Regions from separate parts of the Mus musculus genome. Here regions 2 and 3 are each linked to region 1. The links are chromatin contacts, called in public HiChIP or PLAC-seq and promoter capture Hi-C maps. All regions are on one chromosome and are shown on one strand. Each heading gives the region's core, a stretch centred on a gene start, on an enhancer-like site or on the middle of the called end of the contact. The rest is flanking DNA. Distances are from core to core; before and after follow the strand shown. Region 1 holds the start of Eif2s1 (eukaryotic translation initiation factor 2, subunit 1 alpha). Region 2 overlaps Max (Max protein). Region 3 holds the start of Zfp36l1 (zinc finger protein 36, C3H type-like 1).

Region 1 (2,584 bases), core at 27-2,526:
GCGTGACAGTGTCATGAGTGACACTTGCTAGACGTAAAGAGTGCAGTCATCACAGGGCTATAGGAATACCTCAGAAATGCAGGGATATCTTCCCACAGCAAATAACACTTGACGGGATCCAAGACTGAAACCTACAGCTGCGAGAGGGTGACACATTCAATGTCACTTTGGCTGAGGGGCCTTCTAGCTGCTTCCCTGTCACATAACTTCCCGTCTGGGAGCTTTGGTCAGACCTCAGCGTCTACATCTCAATCCTCAGCAATGATGAGCCCTGGGAGGTAGAGATGGCGCCGACGGCTCAGTTATGTAAACTCCGTGTGTGGCTCAAAGGGTGTGCGGAATGAGTGAGTAAAGGCATCGACCTCCAAAAGCTGCCAGCAGGTGAACCCCCTTTTCCTGTGGACTGGAACCACTTTCTCCGGCCTCTTCTCTCAGAAACAGCAGGGGAGGGGAGCGTTGGAAAGAAACCTCGCTCGGAACTCAGAGGAAACGAAGACCCTGGGGAAAGCTCAAGGAGCGACCCAGAAACCAAGGAACCTTGCTGGTGGCCAAGGGTACGCAGGAATGCGCGCCGGGAAGATGTGCCTGAACACGGTTGTCGCTTGTCCTAGTCTTTAACTTACATTCGCGAAGGGAAGATTTCAATCCGGTCTTTGCCCGACATCCTGACGGTGACTCGGCTCGGGCCCCCCGGCGAGACAATCGGGACCGCAACACCTCCAGAACCGGTTACCCCAGTGCCCGCCTCCACGGGAGTCAGCTGACCGGGTCACTTGACAACTGCGTTGCTAAGAGGCAACCAGGAAACCGGTTCCCACTTCCGGTTCCTGTTGGGCGAGGACTGAGGGAGGGGGAGGAGACGGAATGCCCGGATGTGGAAGCGCGCACAGTCCGGAATTCCGGGTCTCTCCACCGCCCCTCCCTCCGGCGAGTCGCCGGCACCCAGCACGCTCTGAGGGATGGGTCAGGAGAGGATCACGCTCCTCCTCTTCCTCGGCTTTCCGCCATTCGTCACAGCGCCCTCTCTTGGTTGACTAAAACTTAAAGCGATCATCCTGGAGCAAGAAACAGAAACTTACCTCTCCTTTAAACCTAGCAAGTTCCCTCCGCAAAAAAATCTATAAATACCAGGGGCAGTGACTCTTCAGCTCGTCCCTTGGTTCACACCGCCCATATTAGGAGGACCAAGACTCTATGGTTAGTGGCAACGAAGGATCCTTTTCTGTCGGCGCCTGCGCAGTGAGAGGTGGCTCCGCATGCGCGCTGGGTTGGGCGAAGCGCACGCTGAGGAGCTTCGGCGTCCGGGGTTGGTGTTCCGAGTCTCCTCGTTGCCACTAAGCAGCACGGCGTGGGACCCTACTTCGGGATTCACACATCCACTTCAGGTGACCGGCCCCGCAGCTTGCTCTCCCCGAGGATTCGCCTTGGTTTTGTCCAGTGCGGCTAGGCCCCGGGCTACCCCCCCTTTCCCGTTCTTGCGCGGGAAGTGTCTGGACCCCGTCGCCACCGCCCGCTGGTGATTTCCTGCGCCCTCTCGCCAGCCGGTGTCTGCTCCTGCGAGCCAGAAACGTGGCTGGACGGGCGGAGGAACCCCTGAAGGAACGTGGGCCAAGTAGATTTTTACAGCCTCCTTAAAGATGTCTTGTGGTGGGGAGGCCTCTGGAGAACCCTCGACTCCAGTCCCACTCCTAGTTCAAGACGATTGCTTTTACCGGACCGGAGAATTTGGGCTTTTTTTTTTTTTCTTTCTTTTATCCTTCTTTTCAGCCCCAAGATACTGCCAAAACTTTTCTCTCTGTGGAGACTGAACTTTTCGCCAAAGAAACAATAGGATAAACCACCATATTTAAGTTAAAAAAAAGTCCAAAATGGAACTATTAGTGTTGAGGTCGTTAAGTTTTCGCTCTAGCTGTGCATTTCTGTATGAGTGAATTCCTGGAATTTAAAATCAGCTGTTGAAGTTATTTGCCCTGTTTGGGTAACTGCGAAAATAAAACTGGAGTTTTGTAATTATGGACGCTGAAAGCGTAAAACTTTAGAGTTAAGTGTGTACTCGCATTGGGGCTCTTAAACACCCCCTTATATTTAGGATGCTTTAATTTCCACTAAGGAACAAACATTGTTTCTTGAAGAAAGGGTACATCAGAAAAGTCTTGATTTTTCTCCTCCTCAAGTTGTTGTTAAAGAGGTGGAGACCCTCGACAGTTCATCAAAAATGTCAGTTATGAAATTGTAGTGCTTTTTCTGTGCCTATGATGCCAGATGGTGGGCCCTGATTCTCAAAAGACTTAGTTGTACTAGTAAACTTTAGAGCTGAACAGCGTTTTCCCAGCGTGGTACATTTTATTTTGGAATGTTCATTGCCCATATCTGCTATGGTGACATGACAATGTACCGACTCTAGAAGTTAACAGGGGCAAAATACTAATAATGCAAGGTATTTGAAACTAGCTTTGAAGTGTGTTTTTGTTTGTTTACATCAGAACACATACAGTCTGTATGGCATTAACTACAGAAGTGGGATCCCTTGTGAGAGGTGTGAGGTACACATATCTTTAATCCCAGCACTGAAAATGCTTGAGGC
Region 2 (2,584 bases), core at 45-2,544, 1.9 Mb before region 1:
GCTATTCTATACATACACGCAGCAGCATGGAGAGCCAAGGTAGATGCTGAGCAGCCTTACCAGTTCTTCTTGCAAACCCATGTTTACACACAGGACTAAGAACAGCCAGTGAACAGAAACAGCGAGCGGCAGCTCACAGTCTGGGGAACTGATGCACAAAGCTCTGTCTTAACAGACGTTAGTTACCTTGTAGGCAATAGTCAGAATTTGACCTAAGTCTCAGGTACTCTCTTGTTTTAGGAACAGAGGCAGTTGTAGCACTAATTTTAAAAGGTCAAGAGAACTTTTTCAGAGACAGAGTTACCATGGAGAGAAAAACCAAAGATGAGGACAGGCCTTGGGGAGAACCACTGATCTGCCTTCAAGGATAACTCCAGTGAAGGTGGTTTCCTCAAAGTAGAGTCAAGGCCCAATGGTGAGCCACTTCCACACAGGCACAGGCTTGGGCAGAAAAGCAATGGCTGAAGACCAGTCTTTTTGGTTAAAAAGTGAGACACAAAATCAATCACACAAACAGTAACAACCACCACCAGCTTGTAGTAGTAACAACATCAGAGAACACTTTTCCACAGGTGAGAACTAAACAGGCTCCTACTAGAGAAGAAATGCTGGGTGATTCAGAACCCGAACAGCCAACTCCCATAGCGCTGCCTCGTAAGAAACCCAGAAAGGGGGAAAAATACAAGGTACAATGGAGAGGACTCCGGGTTTGACAGCAGGTGGCCGGAGGGGAGGTCAATCACATCTAGGGCTACATGCCTTTCTCTAAAAGCAGCAACCTATTCATGTGTCTTGGCAGAAATTTCACAAAAGGACTCAAAGGCTTCCAAAGAAGGTGATTCTAACTACAATCAAGGCTCCCGTGATTCCTGAGGTTCATCAACACAGACGCGTCAGCCTTCAGACAGGGCCAGTGAGCCGGCACAGTGGGTGGGACTCAGTAAAAGAGAACCAACTTCCAAACACTGTCTTCCTCCGGCTACCACCTGCTGCCCAACACAAGTTAGAGCAACAGCCCCACATCTCTACTTCTCTATCTTATCACACTTTACCTCTTTTTATATAAAAAGCCAAATTAGTTTAGACAATAGAGGTAAGAGGCAAGGTAGGGCATAGTAAGCCTAGATCATTAACATCAGGAGCACCTCTGCCCTTCCCAGAGGGCCTAAAGCCCAGCAGCTACACCCATCCCCAGTCCGCAGTCAGATGCTCGCTGGCGGCCATTACACTTGCTGTACCGCCAATGCTTGGGAGGCAGAGGAGGAACGCGGAGCTTGAGGCCAGGCTGCTTTACAAAGTCCCTGCCTTGAAGAACCTTAGGCGGGGGAGGGGCAGGCAAATCTGGGGTACAGTTCTGTTGACTAAGCCACTTTCTGGAAATGAAAATTTACAAATGTGCACAACAAATGCCAGTGCCCTCTAAGTAGTTCACTCTAAAATGGAACCCATCAGTGGGGGCAAGGGAGGCGGCAGTCTGTGCCATTTCTTAAAGGCTTTGTGCTTTCAGGCTCTTGACAGACCTGGCTGACTGTGGTGTGGCAGAGATGACAGACCCTGCAAAGATTCTTTTCAAACCTTAAGGGCTAACTGTGCTGTTGGGACCCTTAGAGAAGGCGCAGCACTTCCCATCAAACAGCCCATGAAGAACAAGTACAGCACATAGTTTCCTCAAGAGGAAACAGATCTACAGGAACAACATGCATTTACCTTCAAAGGTAATAAATAAAATTTTAAAGCAATTACTAGTTTCTTGACTACTAAGTTAGTCTTCCTCTAAGGCTCAGTGATGTTGAAACTGAGAGACAGTCAAACTCTAGGTAAAGACTCCAGAAAGCACAAAGAGAGAATGAGATGGAAGCCATCTTCCTGGAAGTATCTTTGCAACACAGAGCACAGCCAGTGGCTAGCAGCCTTCACTTAGCACCTGAGAGGTACTCTGTATTTGGGAATGGCCAAATACATCATGCTGGTCATCACTACTTTAGATATAAAATGTTAAGACGTGTACAAACCCCAAACTGGTCAACAGAAACAACCCAATGGCTAAACATGAATGACTCATCTTTTGGGGAAAACTAAGGTCTGTAAATGAAGCAAGCTATTAACACTTTACCCACAGCAAGTACGCCTAGACCAGAGCAGAGCAATAGGTGTCCTTGCTTCTTAGAGGTTATCATTTCTATGCATGAGGAGTGGGGATTCTCATGTAGCCCAGGATAGTAGCCTCAAACACATCCAATTGAGGCTGACCCTGGTACACACCACCACACCATGCTGGGGAAGGAACCCAGAATGTCGGGCATGTTAGGCAAGCTCTCCACCTATGGAGTCCCATCTACAGTCTCTGGGTTAAAAATTTTAAAAATGGGTTATAGTGGAGAAAAATGAGACAAGTCTGACGTTTACTTTAAGGTGGCAACCATTTCAGTCACATTAAACTGAAGGGCAACATAGGGAGTAAAGTTTACTACACTACTCGGTGTGGTCCCACATTAGCCACAGCACTCACACACAATCAGTCTGCACTGCAGTGACCACAAGTGTGTGTGTGATATTTTTAATACTTAGTAAAATAAATAAATAG
Region 3 (2,584 bases), core at 23-2,522, 1.3 Mb after region 1:
GAAAAACGCAGGGAGGGAAAGAAGCCGAAAATGCAAAGTTTTTGATGTTGCTCTTCAACTCCAGCACGGCCCTGCACCCCAACCCTGCAGCCCCGGGGCCTTGGCAGCTGCACCGACAGGAGCAGCGAGCTAGGAAGAGAGCAACATGACCCGACGTGTTTAAGGGAAGGCAAAAACAGTTCAGCAATTAAAAGTAGCCTAGCAGCTTCATCCTTTCAAATTGGGGGGTTGGGGGAAGTAGAGCGGGCAAAAAATTAACAACATTCACGGAGTTATTTCAATCGCACTCCTGGAACATTACGGTTTTAAAAGTTTTTTTCTGTTTTGTTTTTCAAAAACCTGACTGGCAAACTGCCCCATTTTGGCCCTCTTAAATCCTAACTGGCGGGAACTTGAGGTCTGGCAGCATTTTGTTCCCCTATTCCTTAGTCAACGAACCGTAGTGCCTCACAACCCAGGTAAGCAAACAGTTTCAGCCCCAAGTTTGCAGCACGATCGACCAGCTCCCGCAGCGGGAACCTAGCCCAGCTGGGGCGGACAAACTCCACTACAAAGTCGCTTTGCCTACATCTTTTTGAACCTTAAGTCGGCCTCTTTCTTCGTCGCATTATCTCTTAGCTCCCCAAAACAGACAGGAAAATTCTCCCAGTCAGATACCGCCCTGAGACCTCGCTTTTCCTAGAGACCCCTAGCAAAAGGTGTTGGGTAACCTCGAACATCTCCAGCGGGTACAGGAAACCCAAGGCGCACACTGCGAAGCCGAGCCCACCCGCTTAGCCCAGCTCCGGAGGTGCACCATGCAGAAAAGAATCCTTCAAAATTCGTCCCAAACCTAACCACTCTTCCGCACCTCCTTGCCCCGCAAACTGGAGCAGTCGCCCAGAACTTTGCTCCCCGGATTCACAGAACCCCACCTGGGACCTGAAACTTAAGTGCGAGGAGGACATAAACAAATTCCTTCACCATGGAGGGAAACGCAAGCAGTGAAACTCCTTCACGTCCCCGAGACCCAAACTTTTTAGAGTTTCTTGGAGCACAAGAGAAACTTTCAAAAAGCCAACGCTCCGCCCTGCTTTACCTTGCATAAAACTTCGCTCAAGTCAAAAATGGTGGCGGACACGAGGGTGGTGGTCATCGTGGGCGTTCGCACGGGGCAAGGACTAGGATCTGGTGTGTCGTGAAGGTCCCGGTGCGGGGAAGGCGCAGCCTCCGGCTCTCCGGTCAGGAGTCCCACACGCCTGCTCCCGGCGCCCCTCGCCTTTCTGACTCTCCCGGGCTGCGGCGCGCAAAGCCCAATTTATAAGATTTGGTGGGTTGGGGGGGGTGGAAGGAGGAGCTTTAAACGTATTTAAATGAAGAAGAGGAGGCGGAAAAAAAGTTGATTGACACTGAGGTTGAATCAGCCATGCGGTCAAGAGGGAGGGAGGGGTAAAGGGGGAGGAAAGAAACTTTCAAAAGGAAGAAGGGGGAGGGAGACGAGGAAAGAAGGCGGAAAAAAAAAAAAAAAAAAAGCACTCGGAGCGGCGCAAAACTTTTTTTTCTTAAAGAGGAAAAGTTTCGAGTCCGCGGGCTCCGGGGGCGCCCCTCCCCTGGGCCGAGCCCGGCAGAGGGGGAGGGGCGCCCACCCTTTGTCAACCTCGCTGCTCGGCTCTGTGACATCACTCATTCCACCCCCTTCGGAGTTCGAGTTGTTGTGTTTGTTGGTTTTTTTTTTTAAGAGTTGGAAGGCGGGCTCGACTCTCCTCTCTCTCTCTCTCTCTCTCTCTCTCTCTCTCTCTCTCTCTCTCTCTCCCCCCCCTCCTCCCTCCCTCTCCCCCCTGTCTTTTTTTTTTTTTTTTTTCTTCCTAGCAGGCGCTGGAGCTGGTCTTGAGCGGGCCAGGGCTGCGGTTTCCATCTTGAGCTAGTGTCCCTTGAAACTTCTCCAAGTGCCCGCACGACTTACCTTCCCCTGACTTCCCTGTCCACACCCGGCTGCCCATCGCAAAATGAGCTGGGCGAGGAGTTTAGGAATGCGGAGCACCCCAAATGTTCGAGTCAAGAGTTTTATGTTTGTTGTTTCCCATCAGTGAGCAAAAGAAGTAGGGATGACCAGAGAAAACTTTTTCTCCAGGAGAGCCTAGGCTGGAGGGGGCGAGAGCAGTAAGATTTTGCGCGCAGCGCGGGGTCCACGCGTGCTGGGCCGGCAGCCTGCGTTTTCCCGGTATGGTGGGGGCACCACTGCCTGGGCAGAATTCTTTCAGACCTAGATGGGGCGCTTTGTTCACATAACCGATCTTTAAACTTGCTACAGCAGAAAAGTCCAGACTTTCAAGGGCACCCCCTGAAAATAAAAGAGCAACAAGTCACTTTCCACGCGCGCTTTGAATTCGGGCTGCCTCCTCCACACATCCCCGAATGTTAAAAACAAGGGGGGAAAAAGTTACTTTGGTAAGAAGGAAGGTAGAGGTGGGGGAAGCGACACTTCTTGCTGCTCTCCCGCCCCCACGCGAACGGAACATATGGCTTGTCACTATGCCCGGTTTGGGGGTACCAAGCAATAAGACCCACGGAACTCAGTGGCCTTCAATGAATTACACCGCCCTTT

What was found. Promoter capture Hi-C pulls out the DNA fragments that hold promoters and counts their contacts. HiChIP or PLAC-seq counts read pairs in DNA pulled down with a chosen protein or histone mark.
Region 2: a promoter capture Hi-C map of embryonic stem cells shows a contact between it and region 1, with 6 times the contacts expected there. The contact joins the enhancer-like site here to the promoter of Eif2s1 in region 1. A contact is called at or near these places in 4 of 39 promoter capture datasets (embryonic stem cells, hippocampal neurons, liver and 1 more), 3 of 484 Hi-C or Micro-C datasets (cortical neurons, embryonic stem cells and myocytes) and 3 of 115 datasets of contacts at active chromatin or transcription factors (bone marrow-derived macrophages, forebrain and large pre-B cells).
Region 3: an H3K27ac HiChIP or PLAC-seq map of thymic regulatory T cells shows a contact between it and region 1, with 7 times the contacts expected there. The contact joins the promoter of Zfp36l1 here to the promoter of Eif2s1 in region 1. A contact is called at or near these places in 1 of 39 promoter capture datasets (erythroid cells), 2 of 484 Hi-C or Micro-C datasets (LSK cells and cerebellum), 4 of 115 datasets of contacts at active chromatin or transcription factors (embryonic stem cells, pancreatic cancer cells and thymic regulatory T cells) and 1 of 9 other capture datasets (liver).

The regions. Positions count from the first base shown.
Region 1 is chr12:78,860,796-78,863,379 of GRCm38.p6, forward strand. Eif2s1 (eukaryotic translation initiation factor 2, subunit 1 alpha) reads left to right here and starts at 1,277. Exons shown (of 8, transcript NM_026114.3): 1 at 1,277-1,385. It overlaps Atp6v1d (ATPase, H+ transporting, lysosomal V1 subunit D), which reads right to left and starts at 843. Exons shown (of 9, transcript NM_023721.2): 1 at 624-843. The coding sequence starts at 664.
Region 2 is chr12:76,943,952-76,946,535 of GRCm38.p6, forward strand. The region is part of intron 2 of Max (Max protein); the gene reads right to left. Among named protein-coding and RNA genes, the nearest start is that of Max, 17 kb to the right of the region's middle. Within about 2 kb of position 1,295, at least 9 of the 459 cell types and tissues checked have an H3K27ac peak or open chromatin away from gene starts, as enhancers often do. A contact at or near this core is called in embryonic stem cells, where this site is marked.
Region 3 is chr12:80,111,741-80,114,324 of GRCm38.p6, forward strand. It overlaps Zfp36l1 (zinc finger protein 36, C3H type-like 1), which reads right to left and starts at 1,273. Exons shown (of 2, transcript NM_007564.5): 1 at 1,079-1,273. The coding sequence starts at 1,135. Gm52006 reads right to left here. Exons shown (of 3, transcript XM_030247048.1): 3 at 1,840-2,584.